Regions from separate parts of the Mus musculus genome. Here region 1 is linked to region 2. A link is a contact called in public promoter capture Hi-C data. All regions are on one chromosome and are shown on one strand. The core of a region is the stretch at or near the end of the contact, and the rest is flanking DNA. Distances in the headings are between cores, read along the strand shown.

Region 1 (3,351 bases), core at 406-2,905, 150 kb before region 2:
TACCTACTTCCACCTTAGCATGACTTCGGGGCAGAATAGCTATAAGGTGTGTTGCTTGAGAAGGGAAGTATCCTGAATGATTCATCAGGGATTCCGGAAGAGAAGGGAGGGGAGGGGAGGAGATTGTCTCTTCCTTTTCCTCCTTTGTGAAAGTGGAGGATCAATCCTAGAGCCTTGTGCCTGCCTACATGGTACCAGACAGGTATACAACCAGCCTGGTGTTTCTCTCTGTCTCTTTTTTTTTTCCAGATTTTTTTTTCTTTCTAGATTGGGTAGCCTGCCCTTGAACCTCCTACTTCAGCTTTCTTATTGTCAGGGTTACCAACCTGCATCACTATGCTGGCTCATTTTTATGTTTTTGAGACAGGTCTCTCTCTATCTGTGGCTGGCTTGGAACTCACTATGTAGCCCCAGGCTGCCTCTGAACTTGTGATCTTCCTGCTTCTGCCTGGTGAGTGCTGGAATTTCAGGTCATAATGCATTGCCTAACTTGTTTTTTCCCCTTTCCTTTCCTTTCCTTCCTTCCTTCCTTCCTTCCTTCCTTCCTTCCTTCCTTCCTTCCTTCCTCCCTCCTTCCCTTTCTTTCTCTTTCTTTTTGTTGTTATTTGTTTTTAAGACAGAGTTTCTCTGTGTAGCACTGGTTGTCCTAGAACTTGCTCTATAGATCAGACTGGCTTTGAACTCATAGAGATCAGTCTGCCTCTGCCTCCCAAGTGCTATTGAAGGCATGCACCACCTCTATCTGGCCATTTTTTAAAAATATATGTTTAAAAATATATAGTTGTATTTTATGTTCATTGTTGTTTTTCCTGCATGTATGAAGGTGTCAGAAACCCTGAAACTGTACTTATAGACAGGTGTGAGCTACCATGTGGTTGCTGGGAATTGAGCACAGGTCCTCTGGAAGAGCAGCCAGTATTCTCAACTTCTGAGCTATCTCTCCAGCCCCTTCATTCTTTCTTTTTGGAGATAAGGTCAGAATAGTGAAGGCTCAAAGTCTCTTCCCTGCCTTCCTTGAATGTTTCCAGGGCTATCTTGTACTCTTGCTTCAGTTATTGTATAACTCTAGATAGCAACGAGACTATGGTATAGCGAGCGTCTGATCTGGTAGGACTAGCCAGGGCTCGCTAGTAGTCAGGAGCCATTGTACTAGATGGAGCCAGGCCTCAGTAGTGTCTCTCTGACCAAAGCTAGACTAGATCAGGGCAGAGTATCTGGGGTTTAGATTTGTTATTTCTCGTCCTACTCAGCAAGCCATGCAGGGAGCTCTGCCAGCCCAGGGGATGATTCCTGGGCCGGGGTAGTTTTTACCCCAACCTGTCCCCATTGTGAACTTCTGCAGCTGTTCTGTTGTGTCCCATGTCCTTAAGTTAGGGTGGTATCAGAGTCCACAGGCAGTGAGGGTGGTGGTGAGGCTGGACCTTTGTCCTACACCTCCAAATCTCTGAGAGTCAGTGGCTGGAGAGGAGGCCAGCGGGAACCACGTCTTTCTTTGTGCGCCACTCTTTCCCCATTTCTGTTCTTTCCTCATTTCTGTGTAATCCAGGGATATCTTGTAAACATTCTGAGTTTCAATTTCCATCACATCCTGTTTGGATTGGAGACTGTGGGGGTTGGTTATAGATCACATATTGACATCCCATGAGTTAATGAGCACAGACAGTCCCCAGGGTACAAAGGTCAACATGTGACTTTTCTGCTTTACAATGGTGTGGAAGTGATACACTTTCAGTAGAAATTGTTCTTTGAAACTTGAGTTTTGCTGTTTTCCTGGCTGGTAAGAAACAGTATGTTTCTGCCATGTGGGACAGCAGCTGTGAGCCGTAGTGTCTAGCCAGCCACACAGCCATACTGTTGCCAACATCCCTTAGATGTGGGTATTGAATATATTTCAGGAGATATACAAAACGGTAGTGTAAAAGTATGCAGGCAGGGTGTAGTATTGCATGCCTTTAATGCCCTCACTAGGGCATCAGAGGCAGGAAGCACTCTATGAGGTCGAGGCCAGCCTGGTTTATATAGAGAGTTCTAGGCTAGTTAGGCGGTTCAGAGTTACGTAGTGCAACCCTATCTCAAAAAAGAAAACGACAACAAAACCAGTTTTATATTACTGCTCTAACATAAACACAAAAAACAACTCCCACTGTGGAGCTGGGGAGCTGGCTCAGCAGTTAAGAGCACTGGCTACTCTTGCAAGAGGACCTGGGTTCGGTTCCCAGCACCCACATGGCAGGCAGCACATAGCCCTCTATTACTCTAGTTCTGGGGATTTAACATCCTCTTCTGACCTTCCGCAGGCACGGAGCACACAGGGGCACATACATATGTGCAGACCTAACACCCATACACATAAAATCTGAAACTGTGTAGAAATGGAAATTAACATTGCTTTGAGAGTCCATGTTACCCCCGATAAGAATGGGGTGACATGGACATATCATCAAAAACTCAGATGACTCCAGATGATGGTCTCAAGCTCACAATCCTCCTGCCTCAGCCGCCAGAATTCTGAGATACCGGCACATGTCACCATTCCCTTCTACATTAGGGTATTATTAACTGACTAGTAAGTTTACCAGAATATCCTATTGTGTGTGGGAGAACGCACACAAAAATAACAGTGTTATTTTTCCTGGCCTAAAGAAAGGGAACCTTTGGCAGAGTCGGCTCATTAACAGTAATGCTGACTGCCTAAGTTCCGGCTACTGAGCCAGGAGCAGGGCAGACTCTGATGTCTGAGCGATAACCGTGTTCTCTGGTCAGGGGACAGGCAAGCACAGTGAAATCCCAGCCCACAGCCTGTCACACCAGCACCTTATACTGACTGTGTGTTGTGTCTGGGGATGTGTACTGACTGTGTGCCGTGGCTGGGGAAGTATGGGAGGAGAGACTACAAGGTGGGGTTGAACAGTCCCTGTGGTCTTGTGGGAGATTGACCAGCATGGAGGGTCCAAGAGCTTGGCTGGCAAATACTCTATCACAGAGCTACAACAGTAGCAGTCTAGCCCCTAGCAGACTTCTGGCTTGCTGCCTTGCTGTCCCAATCAAACTGTCCTCAGTACCACCACCGTGCTGCTCTGGGGCAGTGCCTCTGTGTATGACCTCAGGGGCAGTGTCTCCGTGTATGACCCGAGGATCCTCATTCTTTTCTGTTCCTAGAAAAGTACTTAGAAAAGGATCCTTAAACAATCCCAATTCCTGGTTCTTCTGAAATTCCTCCATAGCCCGCACCTGTGGGCCTTGGGGTGGAGTGGCGTGGTCTTTGGGCCTGGTTGTCCCAAGTAGGACATCTGTTGGCTTTTGGGTGGGGCAGAGACAGAGCTGGAAGCCTCTGCCCAGAGCCCAAGAGCC
Region 2 (3,181 bases), core at 483-2,982:
ACAGCTGGCCCCAGGTGGGGCATATACTCCCAGAGCACAGCCCTGCTCTCTTGCCTGCGATCCTTCTGGCCTGTGTGCATTCTTCAAAGAAGAACAAAGGCAGAGTGGACCTTCCTCATTCGGCTTTCTTTTCTCCCAGCTCCCTGGCAGCATCTTTTGGAAAAGAAATGTTTTGCAGCCAAGAGGTTCACGGTGAATGCGTTCTGCACCCCAGGCACAAACTCTTGGCAGCCTGATATGTCTCAGCAAGGGGACTTGCTGAGGACTGTAATTGGGAAGGGAATGTGGCCTCGTGTACCTGGGTGAGTTAAGGACACAGTATCATGCTTCTGTGGTGGCACCGATGGTGACTGACCAACTTATTGGCTCCGTGGGTACCAGTGCTAAGTGTGGATGGGCATGTGTAAAGCTGACTCTGCAGTCCTTTGAGCAATCTGGCATTCTGGGCAAGGCTATAAATCCTTAGCCATACTTTGGCCAGGCCTCTGGAAAAGCTGGGTGGAGGTCCTAAGCCTGCTGGGTTGGGTTTGGTAGTTTGAAGCAAATGGGCAGTCAGCTTCCCATCTGAGAAGATCCAGGAGGCTCTCTCTGATACCCAACTTCCTGGATGTAAGTAACCTCATTGCTCTCCTTCCCCACCTCCTATTACATGGCTGCGAGGAGTGATCAAACTTCAGTGTGTTCGGGGGCCACAGTATCAAGGAAGCAGCGGATAATTGCTAAACACTCCAATTCTTCCAAAAACTCTTGGACTAGGTGCTCTGAGCAAAAAGAGAGCTGTAGTTAGGCTAGGGCTAGGTGCATTTCAGCTTTTTTCTGCTTGTGTCTACCAACTCTTTGTTTTATCTAGATCTCTGGTTTCCTGCCAGGATGGTCCTATAACACTATGTAGTACCCAGGAGTGGGCTGTGATGACAGCCGGCCAAGTAGGTTAGGAATTGGTGCAGATGCAGCTAGCGCCCTCTGTGTGGGGCTCAGATACGAAGCCCCACCTTTGGCAGAGCTGGGGTTTTCATAGTTACACCAACTGGGCATAGAACATTGGTACCCAATGTCACCCTCATCCCCATTTGCTGGTTATCCAACCTGAGTCATGGTTGTTCGTATCCTAGCAGAAAGGGATTATTCTTGTCTGAGGATGCTCACTGGACTATGCCTTGGGCCGTGGGGACCATTTTAAAGGAGACAGTCTCAGGTAACACCTCTGGAATACAGGTGTGGCTGAGAGGGAGTTAAGAAATGGAGAGGCAGGCCTCCCTGCCACCATGCCCAGTGCTGGGTGAGCTTGTGGGTGCCATGTACTTTCTCTTGACGGGAGCACTGCAGTTTGGGACAGGTCAGGTGGGATGGCCTTTCTGTCTAAGGCGCTCACATGTTCACATGCAGAAGAACCCTGTGCATATATATGCCAGGACTGTGGGGCCTTCTCTATTGTCTTCTCCCCAGCCAATTCTTTTAGGCTTCCTGGCTTTAGGGAACATTAATTGTAGGGCACACATATCAAGAAAGGTAGTCACAGAATTGGCTTCAGCCCTGGGGAACTGGCACACGTTTGATTTCCTGGACCTACACTGTAGCTGGCCCTGGTGGTGCTGTGCCCATCAGAAGAGGTGGGTGGGCCTGCCTCTGTCTGTGTGTGTGTGGGGAGGAGCAGGGACTCTAGTCAGGGGAGGGAGACAGTGACTCTGGGCTAAAGGACCTTTGCCTCCTTTAGGTCCACATGCTCCCTAGACTAGTGTGCCGAGTTTGACTCTGGCCCATGGCTGGAAGAAGGAAGAAGACTGGATGGCAGAGCTGTTTAGCTTACCATGAAAGCTTTGGTTTACTTTCAGAGAACTGGGGAGGGAGTCAGCTATACAAGGTGAGCGTGCCTCCTCCAAGCTGTCTGACTGCACCCCTGGCCAGCTATGGGGGGAGTTGGAGGGTTGGATCCCTCTCAGAAGAGCCACAAAATGGCTCTTAAATGTTTGTTGATGAAGATAGGAAGAACATAGTTACAAATTTGGAATGAAAACTGGGCCAGCCATGGTATGAGGGGCTTGTGGACCTATTTGTCCCTAGCCTGGCAAGTTGCCGAGGTCCTGCCACTTGATATCTGTCCTGTGGAAGCTCCCAGTGAGGCAGGCAGCCTGTGCCAGTGTGCCAGCAGCTTGGCCAGGCATCTGGGGATGAGATCTTCAGGGAGGGCCAAGCCAGACACACGTGTCTGAATCCTTCCCGGTCTTGCCTCAAAGGGAACAATTCCTTAATCTGTTCCTCTTGTAGATGCAGAAGACCGACTAGGACATGCTCCCTGGCCTTCCTGAGGCTGCTGTGCAGTTTTAAAGAACCCCCCAGAAGGTGCTGTTTTGTGGTAGTGGTGCTTTTAAAGCAAGCATCTTTAAACCGTCTTAATTCATGCCAGGAACTGAAGCCATGCTGCTACCACATTCTAAACCCAGTGGGATAGGCCTATTCTGTAGCCTCTGATCAAATAGAGTTAACATCAGCCTCAGGGCTAACACAGCTTCTACTGGCCTTCTATGCTGGTGGTACACTCACACATATACACAGATGCACACACACACACACACACACACACCACAGACTCATACACACACAGAGTCACACACACAGATACACACACAGACACACACAAAGTCACACACATAGACACACACACACAGATATACACACGTACACAGACACACGCATACACAAACACACACACACACATAGATATGCACACATGCACATAGACACACAGACAAACACACATAGACACACAGACACACACACAGATACACGCATACACAGACACACAGACACACACAGACACACACGCAGAACAATAATAGCTGTTTTAGAATTAGGGATCAAGCCTGCGGCTTTATGCATGCGAAGCATGTACTTTATAAATGAGCCACGCTCCTACCCCCTATATTTTACTTTTAGTAGATTAATTTATGGGATAAGGTATGATATCCCCAAATATATGTATAGTTTGTAGTGCTCAGATCAGGATAATACCTCGTGTGGAAAACATTTATCACTTCCTTGTGTGAAAGATACTCAACATCTTCTCAGTTGTGAGGTATGGTGGCAACATGTCTTTAATCTGAGCACTTGGGAGGCAGAGGCCAGTGGATCTCTGTGAGTTCGAGGCCATCCTGGTCTAGAGAGTTCCAGGACAGCCATGGCT

The links. Capture Hi-C pulls out chosen DNA fragments and counts their contacts.
Region 1: a contact with region 2 is called in a promoter capture Hi-C map of liver. The contact joins two enhancer-like sites. A contact is called at or near these places in 2 of 115 datasets of contacts at active chromatin or transcription factors (embryonic stem cells and pancreatic cancer cells) and 2 of 9 other capture datasets (liver and pancreatic islet).

The regions. Positions count from the first base shown.
Region 1 is chr6:128,275,930-128,279,280 of GRCm38.p6, reverse strand. The region is part of intron 1 of Tead4 (TEA domain family member 4); the gene reads left to right. Among named protein-coding and RNA genes, the nearest start is that of Tead4, 23 kb to the left of the region's middle. Within about 2 kb of position 1,655, at least 34 of the 459 cell types and tissues checked have an H3K27ac peak or open chromatin away from gene starts, as enhancers often do. A contact at or near this core is called in liver, where this site is marked.
Region 2 is chr6:128,126,007-128,129,187 of GRCm38.p6, reverse strand. It overlaps a transcript of Tspan9 not described here. Among named protein-coding and RNA genes, the nearest start is that of Gm52879, 26 kb to the right of the region's middle. Within about 2 kb of position 1,732, at least 8 of the 459 cell types and tissues checked have an H3K27ac peak or open chromatin away from gene starts, as enhancers often do. A contact at or near this core is called in liver, where this site is marked.